3 separate regions of the Mus musculus genome follow, and regions 2 and 3 are each linked to region 1. A link is a contact called in public Hi-C and Micro-C data. All regions are on one chromosome and are shown on one strand. The core of a region is the stretch at or near the end of the contact, and the rest is flanking DNA. Distances in the headings are between cores, read along the strand shown. Region 1 holds the start of Plekhg1 (pleckstrin homology domain containing, family G (with RhoGef domain) member 1). Region 2 overlaps Plekhg1 (pleckstrin homology domain containing, family G (with RhoGef domain) member 1). Region 3 holds the start of Mthfd1l (methylenetetrahydrofolate dehydrogenase (NADP+ dependent) 1-like).

Evidence for each region. Hi-C and Micro-C count contacts between places; a contact is called where the count stands out from the background.
Region 2: a contact with region 1 is called in a Hi-C map of uterus. The contact joins the enhancer-like site here to the promoter of Plekhg1 in region 1. A contact is called at or near these places in 8 of 39 promoter capture datasets (the 3T3-L1 cell line, 3T3-L1-derived adipocytes, the SN4741 cell line and 5 more), 6 of 484 Hi-C or Micro-C datasets (embryonic stem cells, nephron progenitors, psoas muscle and 2 more), 2 of 115 datasets of contacts at active chromatin or transcription factors (embryonic stem cells and neural progenitor cells) and 1 of 9 other capture datasets (adipose tissue).
Region 3: a contact with region 1 is called in a Micro-C map of embryonic stem cells, with 2.5 times the contacts expected there. The contact joins the promoter of Mthfd1l here to the promoter of Plekhg1 in region 1. A contact is called at or near these places in 7 of 39 promoter capture datasets (the C10 cell line, hematopoietic stem and progenitor cells, liver and 2 more), 2 of 484 Hi-C or Micro-C datasets (both in embryonic stem cells), 3 of 115 datasets of contacts at active chromatin or transcription factors (astrocytes, bone marrow-derived macrophages and extraembryonic endoderm stem cells) and 3 of 9 other capture datasets (bone marrow-derived macrophages, embryonic stem cells and liver).

What each region holds. Positions count from the first base shown.
Region 1 is chr10:3,738,662-3,741,712 of GRCm38.p6, reverse strand. Plekhg1 (pleckstrin homology domain containing, family G (with RhoGef domain) member 1) reads right to left here and starts at 1,336. Exons shown (of 17, transcript NM_001159942.1): 1 at 1,173-1,336. The region is part of intron 1 of Gm30164 (a long non-coding RNA gene); the gene reads left to right.
Region 2 is chr10:3,896,958-3,899,823 of GRCm38.p6, reverse strand. All of the region lies in intron 3 of Plekhg1 (pleckstrin homology domain containing, family G (with RhoGef domain) member 1), which reads right to left. Among named protein-coding and RNA genes, the nearest start is that of Mthfd1l, 75 kb to the left of the region's middle. Within about 2 kb of position 1,578, at least 12 of the 459 cell types and tissues checked have an H3K27ac peak or open chromatin away from gene starts, as enhancers often do. A contact at or near this core is called in uterus, where this site is marked.
Region 3 is chr10:3,971,489-3,974,670 of GRCm38.p6, reverse strand. It overlaps Mthfd1l (methylenetetrahydrofolate dehydrogenase (NADP+ dependent) 1-like), which reads right to left and starts at 1,596. Exons shown (of 28, transcript NM_172308.4): 1 at 1,193-1,596. The coding sequence starts at 1,416.

The DNA.
Region 1 (3,051 bases), core at 87-2,586:
AAGTTGAGAGGTTTTAGATCTCTGACACGATAGACTTGGATACACTTTAAAAACAAAACAAAACAAAAAAAAAAAACAAAAAAAACATCAGTTTAACAACAACAACAAAAACCAAAACTCATCTATTCTTTGAAAGTATGCGAACTCCAGAAACTGAGAATTCAAACAGGCTGACCACAGGTTTTAACGCAATCTAAGCCTGGAATTCAATTAAACGTTAAATCTGACCCAGACTTAAGGCATCCTACTGGTTTTGTATCCAATGTGTATTCAGTTTGTATCCAGAGTGCCCCTAATCCCCAAAACAACCCTCCCGAGGTGACTGGGTTTCCTGAGAAGATAAAATCGCTGTCAAAATAGGTGCAGTAAGCTCTGGCCACCTGAAGGTGGTACAAAGAGAGCGCCAAGAGCCGCCAGAGCTTAATGAAATTCCAGGGTTGCACACACAGTCAGCTTTACACATACCAACTTCATACAACACATCCAAGCAATCAGCTACATCATTGTTTCTCAGGAACATTGTGAAACTGAGGAAGCCAACCACCCTCTCCTCACTGGGCGTCCTGGACTGTAGAGCTCTGAGACTCCATGGGGGACACAAAGAGGGGGTCTGCTCTAGCAGTCACCCCGGGGCCTGCTGCCCGCCCCCCAACAACCTTTTCCTCTGGCCAACAGTCCACACAGTCGTAGCCAGCTAGGTATTACCGTGTGTCCGGGTGACGGATGGGGCACAGCTTCTAGACTCCCGGGTCACTCCTATAAAGCGCTGACTTGCTGATTTGGGGGCGCCCACGCGAGTTTCTGCCCCACGCAGGACTGCTCCTAGCTGGAGCACACAGCACTCCCCGCCATCGCGCCCGCACCGCTGTTGGGGTGTTGTCCAGACTGTCCTATTTGGGGATAGTTCCGCTTGACTTGGGGGCGCGGGTGGCACACGGCGCGCTTGAGCAAACTTCGCGGAGCTGCAAACTGCAACCCGGGTGGCTGCAGCAAGGGGCGGGAGCGCCGGGCTAGCAGGTCCTGCCTGAGTCGACCCCATCAGTCGACTGCCAACGACCCCATCAGTCCCCTCCCAGGAGCAGCGCTCAGAGACACCCCCCGCCCCGCCCCCCCCCCCCCCCCCCCCCCCCCCCCCCGCCCAGGGCCAGGCACTGCGATCCCGCTCTTCCCACCTGCAGATTCGGGGCGCGTGGCCGAGGTCCCCGGCTTCCCTTGTCTGGTCCCTGGAATAGTCTCGGCGGAGCTTACGGGAGAGGGGCGGCTCCCGAGCGCTGGCTCCGCGGTGCGCTGCGCTCCAGCGCCGGCTCCGGCGGCCCCGAGCCCTGCAGCTCGCCTGGCTCCACTTCCTCTTTCCCACTCTGCTCCCGGCGTGTCCCGCCCCGCCCCGCTCCTCGGTCCGCTGCAGCGGGTTGCGGTCCCCGCCCGCCTCCACGGGGCCCTGCGGGAGGAAAGAGGCAGAGAGGAGGAGGCAGCTCAGAAAGAGATTAAGCTTGCTCTCTGGAGCTTTGCCAAAGACAGCAGTCAAATTACAGCCTCTGGGGGGAAAGTTTTTGTCTCTTTTCTTTTTTCTTTTCTTTTCTTTTCTTTTCTTTTCTTTTCTTTTCTTTTCTTTTCTCTTCTCTTCTCTTCTCTTCTCTTCTCTTCTCTTCTCTTCTTTTTTCTCTTCTCTTCTCTTCTCTTCTCTTCTCTTCTCTTCTCTTTCCTTTTCTTCTCTTTTCTCCTTTTCTTCTCTTTCCGTTTTCCTTTCCCTCTTTTTCTTTTTGTTTTTCTTTTCTCTCTTCTCTCTTCTTTAAAAAAAAAAAAAAACTCCCTGCTACTGTGTTAACAGCCACATCGCTTTCTTTTTTCTTCTCTTCTCTGGGCTGTTGGGGTACAGCTAAGCCTTGGACATGGCCACTTCCCAGAGTGTTCTGAAATCGGATCCAACACCGTTTCTTTGCATCCAAACTCGAATTTCACACTGTAGCTTATGATGTCACAACACTAGGAAATGGGAGAAGGGTGCTTACTGGGTTCAGGCATCAGCACCCCCACCACCCCAGTGAACATACTGGATGACCTTTGATTAGAGAAAGCAAAAGTGGAAAAGGAGGCAGAGACCTTTGCGACAGCCAGATGTTTAAAGGCACCCATAAGGTAGGACAATAAAAAATAGGACCTCTATCACAGGTGCCTTTTTGGTGACATTCTTGGTAGCACTTGGCACCTTTCAAACAGGTGTGTCAGATATGCCTGTGTTTCACCAGGCGTAGTAAGACACAGCCACGCACTCTGCTTGATTCTAAGAACTTCATCTCCCTGTAGTACACCACATATTATAAAGTTTTATGGTACTGGGTGAGAGGGTTTTTTGTTTTTTGCTTGTTTTGCTTTTTTAATAAACAAACAATTCACCTTTCAATGTGTCCACATTCTGAGTAGCATAATGAACTCTGGCCGTCCTGCCTGCTTCCCCCTGGTATGCAAGTCATTCTTTTGTCCAACATATAGTTACTACTGCTGTGATGAAACACCATAACTAAAAGCCAAGAGGGCAGGGAAACCCTTGGCTTTCACGTCCACATCACTATTCAACATTGGAGGAAGTCAAGGCAGGAACTCAAGCGGGGCAGAAACCTGGAGTCACCTGCTAATGCAGAGGCCATGGAGGACTGCTTACTAGCTTGCTCAATCTGCTTTCTTACAGCACCCAGGACCACCAGGCCAGGAGTGACCCTCCCATGATGGGCTAGGCCCTCCTGCATGGATCACTAATGAAGAAAATGCCCTACAGGCTTGCCTAAAGCTGTATCCTGTGGAGGCATTTTCTCAGTTGAGACTCCCTCCTCTCCTATGACTCTAGCTTATGTTAAATTGATATAAAACAAGCCAGCACAAATATACTGTATACACTACAACTCACTAGTAGCTGTCTCACTCTTCAGATCAATTGCCGTGGTATCACAGTGCTTGTGTTTCAGTGATCCCTACTTTACTTATTGATGGTCCTGATGTCCAAGTGTCCAAGAGTAAGGATACATAGGCCTTTTATTTCACTGTATTGTTAGAACA
Region 2 (2,866 bases), core at 329-2,828, 160 kb before region 1:
AACCAGTACCCCGGAGCTCTTGACTCTAGCTGCATATGTATCAAAAGATGGCCTAGTCAGCTATCACTGGAAAGAGAGGCCCATTGGACACGCAAACTTTATATGCCCCAGTACAGGGGAACGCCAGGGCCAAAAAGTGGGAGTGGGTGGGTAGGGCAGTGGGGAGGGGGGAGGGTATGGGGGACTTTTGGGATAGCATTGGAAATGTAAATGAGAAAAATACCTAATTAAAAAATATATAAAAGAAAGATAGAAAACTAGAAAAAAATTAAAATTATTTAAAATTTTTATTTTTTAAAGATTTTTTAAAAAAGATTTATTTATTTATTATGTATAAGAGTACACTGTAGTTGTGAGCCTTTACGTGGTTCTTGGGAATTGAATTTAGGACCTCTGCTAGCTCTAGTCAGCCTTGCTCACTCTGGCCCAAAGATTTATTAATTATTATAAGTAAGTACACTGTAGCTGTCTTCAGACACACCAGAAAAGGGCATCATATCCCATTACAGGTGGTTGTGAGCCACCATGTGATTGCTGGGATTTGAACTCAGGACCTTTGGAAAAGCAGTCCTCTTACCCACTGAACCATCTCGCCAACCCATTGGTATTATTATTATTACTATTATTATTATTTTATGTGCATGAATACTTTGCCTGCATGTATGTCTGTGCACCATGAGCTTCCATGATTCCTCAGAAATCAAAAGAGGGTGTCTGACCTTCACTGGACCTGTGCTTATAGGCAGGTGTGAGTTTCCACACGAGTACCAGGAACAGAACCATACCTCTAACCACAGAACTAGCATACCTTTATTCTTTCCCATTTCATTATTTTACAAAAACAATAATGAGTAACAAACTATAAAATGGTATGCATGCACACACACGCACACACACACACACACACACACACACACACACACACACACGTGAAGCAGTTAAAGAAATCTTGGTCTAGATAATCATGCTGCAAAGACACAAAAGGATACTACAGCTCTACAGAGCTCACTGGGACAATTTCTACAAGGTGCTTGAAGGAGCTTAGCCAGTGGCTCCTCCATCCTCTCTCTTCTTTGAGATCATGTTTAAAATGTTAGAACCTGGTTAACATGGCACTAGAGACAAACCACAATGAAGAACAGGCAGTTATTTACATGAAATGTAGCTATGGTGCCTCCTTATGTTTAAATCCATCTTATCCTGCACTCTCTTTAGCTTGGAGATACAAAGGAAACTGGAAACGTCTTTCCTAATTGTCTTGCTTGTATTTCAAGCTCCTACACAGTGGACTTCTATAGTGTTTTTGTGTTCAGCCTCTTCTGTTAGCACTTTGTACCCTGGTCTTTGAATAGAGTGCCTATAGTTTCCCCTTTTCTTGATGGTGGTGGTGGTCTTTTATTTTGGAGAGAGCATCTCCTCCATTTCACAGAAGCCACCACCTGGTACTGTGTTAGGATGCCAGTGACACCAGAATGACCTACATTGATATATTGATTTACAGTGTAGAAGCACACTCCCTTCCACTCAGCTAGTCCTTCCTCCTGTTTTTTCCGAGGGCGTTAAGAGTAGGTGCCAAGTTCTATTTTACAAGCTAGTTGTTTACAAGCTGAATCACACAGGATCCCTTCCTGCAAGGAGCTGCCTCCTTGGCTAGCTGAAACGACAAGTATCAACAAACAGGTCCATGTACATTTCTGGCTAAAAGACCAATACATGATCAGGAGAGAAGGACCCACATATTCAGTACAGAAGGATCACAGGCAAAGGCAGAGGTGGTCCATTCCAGGAACGGATTGTAGCCCTTGGCAGGAGAGAAGATCTTTTTAAAGAGAGACACTTGTGCTACCCTACTGAAAAACAATGGACTCCAAAGGAAAACATTTGTACTGCAATTCCACACTGGGCATGGGGGAGAGGAGAAAGGCTTTGATATTAGCCAGAAGAGGAACTTGTCTCCCAAGAGGGCATCACCCAAAAGCTGGATCAATGACGGGCAGAGACAAACCTTGATCAGGATCATACACACACACACACACACACACACACACACACACACACACACACATGTATGTATGTATGTATGTATGTATGTATGTATGTGGATATATGTGAAGATACATATTTATGAGGATATATAGTGATGTATATTATATATATATATAAGCCATACCTCTAAAACTCCCTGCTGCAAAGCAACTTCCATCAGGCAGCAGTACAGAGGAGCCCTAACTTTTTCTTTTTTGTAACTTTTCCCTTTCCTTTCCCCCATTTCTTTTTCTTTTGGATGCTTGCCCGAAGTCTAAGCATGCTCTCCCAGACACTCTGGCCTTTCCCACCTGCCCTCTGAAGCTCCCACTGCTGCCCTCTCTCTGACACACACACATCTGGCTTCTGCCAGGCCCCTGCCTGTTGACTTCCATTGCACAGATTGCTGGCCTAACTCAAATGGCATGCCTCTCTTCCTCTTCTCTGTCTCCATTTCCCTGGCAGCTGTTGAGATTTACAGCTTGCCTGTTCTGTTTTTCTCCCAACCGCTAATAATATTGTCCTAGAGCTTCCTTCCAAGTCTATTTCTAAGTTCTTTTATTAACAAAACTATCCAGACTACAATCCAAAAGAGGCCACTCCTAATTCCCTAGCAACAGTAGTAGCAACCAGAGGATGCAATGAGATAAATACTCTAGCATTAGTACCAAAAAGGCAACCATAGGGAGTTTGGTTAGACCAGAGTAGCTACATATGGGAGCACGCTACCTGAACCTGAAAGCAGTGGAGGGAGGGACATTTAACAAGTGAGGAGGGGGAGGGGAGGGAGGGCGTCCGAGAGAGGTGTGCTTGGATCACCTGGTCTAGTAATTGCAGGCCT
Region 3 (3,182 bases), core at 347-2,846, 230 kb before region 1:
TTTAATTTTGGATACAGGACCTGTCATTGGTCTGGATTATGCTGTGTGGGCTGGCCAGTGAGCTTCACGATCTGACCTTCTCTGCCTCTCAGGGACTGGGATGTCAAGAGTATGCCACCATGCCCACATGGGTACTGGGGATGGAACTTAGGTCTTCATGTTTCCCCCAGCCAGTACTTTTACTCAGTACTTAACTGAGCAGTCTCCCTAGCCTGAGCTTCCATTTTTAAACAACTGGTAGAAAAACAGAAATAAGGATACTTCATAGCACGTGAAAACCACATGAAATTGAAATGTCAGTGTCCATAAAATGTTGGATTTTATCAAAAAACTGTGAGAACGTTTTTCCTTATTACAAACGTACCCATGTAACATTTTAAATTCTGCTTTTTAGTTCACTGAACCTTAAGTATTTACTGTCATGCTCATTACACCAAGTTTGTAGAGCTTAGTTTAGTTTATTGTAAAAATAATGACTACTTGTTGCGGGATATATGTGTGACAGCCCCTGGGGGCAGATTATTTTTGCTCATTTGTTTCCATAGCCCCAGTTGGGAATCAAAGCAGAAAAGGGCTTTCCCGCCCTTTGCAGGTAGGTGCCTCTGCACAGCAGTGGCCTAGCAAACTCACTATAGGGTCTGACCAGATGACTCTGCTCAGATCACCACCGGATATAGAATGAACTTTCCAGATACTGCTGCACCGGAACCTGTGTGCTCTCTGAGCAGCGATGCTCCGGAGCGGACCGTACGCCTAGACCTAGAGGGCTTCCGCAAGGGGTTTAGCCCGCCCCTCCTTCAGTAGTGGGACATCAGCAGTGGCGGGATTGTAGGGCCATCCTCCTTGCTTCTCTCCCGCCCAGGGCCGCACCGCCCTTTTCCTGTCGGCGCCACGCCCGGCGCGGTTGCATCAGAGCCGGAGGCGGGCGGTGCACGTGGAGCGGGGCGTGCGGTCCGTGAGGCGCGCGCCGGCTGGGGGGGATGCCCTCATCTACCGGGTCCCATACTCCGGACGTTCCCCTTCGCCCCCACGCCCTCTCTGCCAATCGCAAGGCGTCTCTAGCAAGTCGGAACCAAGCATTCTCTGTTTCCCGCCCTACGAACGGTCCCTCGGGTCTCCCAGCGGCCGAGAGTGCCATTGGGTCCTTGGGTCCCTGGCTAGGGACCTGCCTGTAGACAAACAGGACACTCACCTGACGATGGAGTCCATCCCGGGGGCTTCCGGATTGCCTGGGCCATGGCTGCTGAAGGTTTGGCCATCCTGCAGCCGCCGCCCGCGTAACCCCTCGGGGTCACCACCTCCGCTGCTGCTGCTTCTGCTGCCTGAGCGACACAGCTCACGGAGGCGACACGCCGGGCCCGAGGGCAGCTGCTGGCGGCCGAGCTGGCGAAGCAGGAGAGGGAGGCGGACGCTCATGCTGCTGCAGAGTGCGGGGTGACTGGTTATCCCCAGGCGCCGAGATGCGGCTGCAAGTTCTTCCCCGGGCTGGCGTGGGAGGCACCAGAGAGCCAAGCGGCACAGTAAAGGGCCAGCAGCAGGAAAGACTAGACTCTTCCTCGTGGGAGGAACTGAGGCCCCTAGGGGGCACTGTACCAAGTGGCCGTGACGTTAACAGGGCGGGGGCCAGCGGACGTGAAGCTTTTGGTTGGAGTTGCCAGAAAGTCAAGGCATAGGAGGTGGGGCATCAGCGTGGTGCTGAGCCCTTGCCCTGAGATTGTATGGCCAGCCCTTCTGCCTCAAAACCTGATGCCACCCTTGGTCTTCATAATGCAGCTCACTTTCCTCAGGAGGTAGTGGTCCTAAGTCCAGTTTAGACCTTCAGAAGGAAGTGTTTATTACGTGGGAGGTGGCCTAGGGCTAAATGTCGTTCTTAGAGTTTGCAATGCAAATGCTGGTTTTGTAGCCTTAAGCAGATTAACGTCAATGGTTTTAGGACTGAGTCTTCCAAGTTTATAATTTCCAAGGCTAGTGGGAATAACATAGTAACTTTGTAGACCACAAATGAGGTAGGGTAGAATTTGTGCAAGGCAGAGACCGTTTTTTGAGTGCTCACGCTGTCTTGTGTGCTGGAAAGATATATTTATTAACCCCAACAGATGTAAGAAATGGAACGCCATTCGTCTGATTTCTAACCAGGAGAACCTGCGATCAAGAGAAGTCATTTGGTTTGCTGGCAGAGCTGTGAGCTTGCCCAATTCCACGTGCCCTCCTCCTCTTCCTCTTTTTAAGTTTTACTTGTGTCCTTGAGCTTGCAGCAAGTAAAGGATAGGACAACCTGAAGAAACCAGTTCTCTGATTCTATCTTGGGGTCAGCAGCGGCGTGCTGAGGTGCTGGGCAGAAGGATTGTTCTAGGGATAGAACTCAACTTCATAGGTTTGGCAGCAAGTGACTATACCTGTTGAGCCACCTCACTGACACACGGGGGCCATGTTTTTGAAATGCATGGACAAGCAGGTTCCAAAGAGGGTAAAAAGTTTAAGAAAAAAAAAAATACACACATCTAGTTGGAACTTGGAGCCACAGAAACTTACTCCCTATGAAAAGTGCCTACGATGAGGTTGAGTCAGACAGTGTTTACAGGATATCCTCTGCCTTCCTCACTGCTGTAGGTTGGATATGTGTCCCAAAGGTCCATATATTAAAAACCTGGTCACCCTCTTGGTTACTGGGAGATGGAGGCATATTTTAAGAGTTGAAGCTTATACATGGAGGAATTTAAGCCCTTAGAGATGAGCCCATGGAAGGGATATTGGAATCTATCTTCTGGCCATGTCCATTCATTTATTAGGGCAGGTTTGATAGATGTCCCTTTTAGATTGGGGATCCCTAAACACAACATTTCTCATCTGTGGAATAAACTCAATACTGTGCGACATCTCCCAGGACTGTGGTGCGTCTAGAGGAACAAGAGCTGTGGGAAATGTGAAGCTCACTCTGCCTGCAGGGATAGATAATAAGGCTCTTACCTCTAGCCTGGGAAAGCAAGGCAGGCTGACTTACGAGCTTGTAAACTCCCTTCATGCTTCTTAGCAGTGAGTTCAGGGCTAGTATCAAGCAGGTAGAGAGATAGACCACAGACAGCTGGGTGGACGATGTCACTGTGCTTGTGTGTAGACATACCATGCTGGCTACAATCAGGACGGGGAGGGGTGTGCATACGAGAAGAGTGGAGAAGACAGTT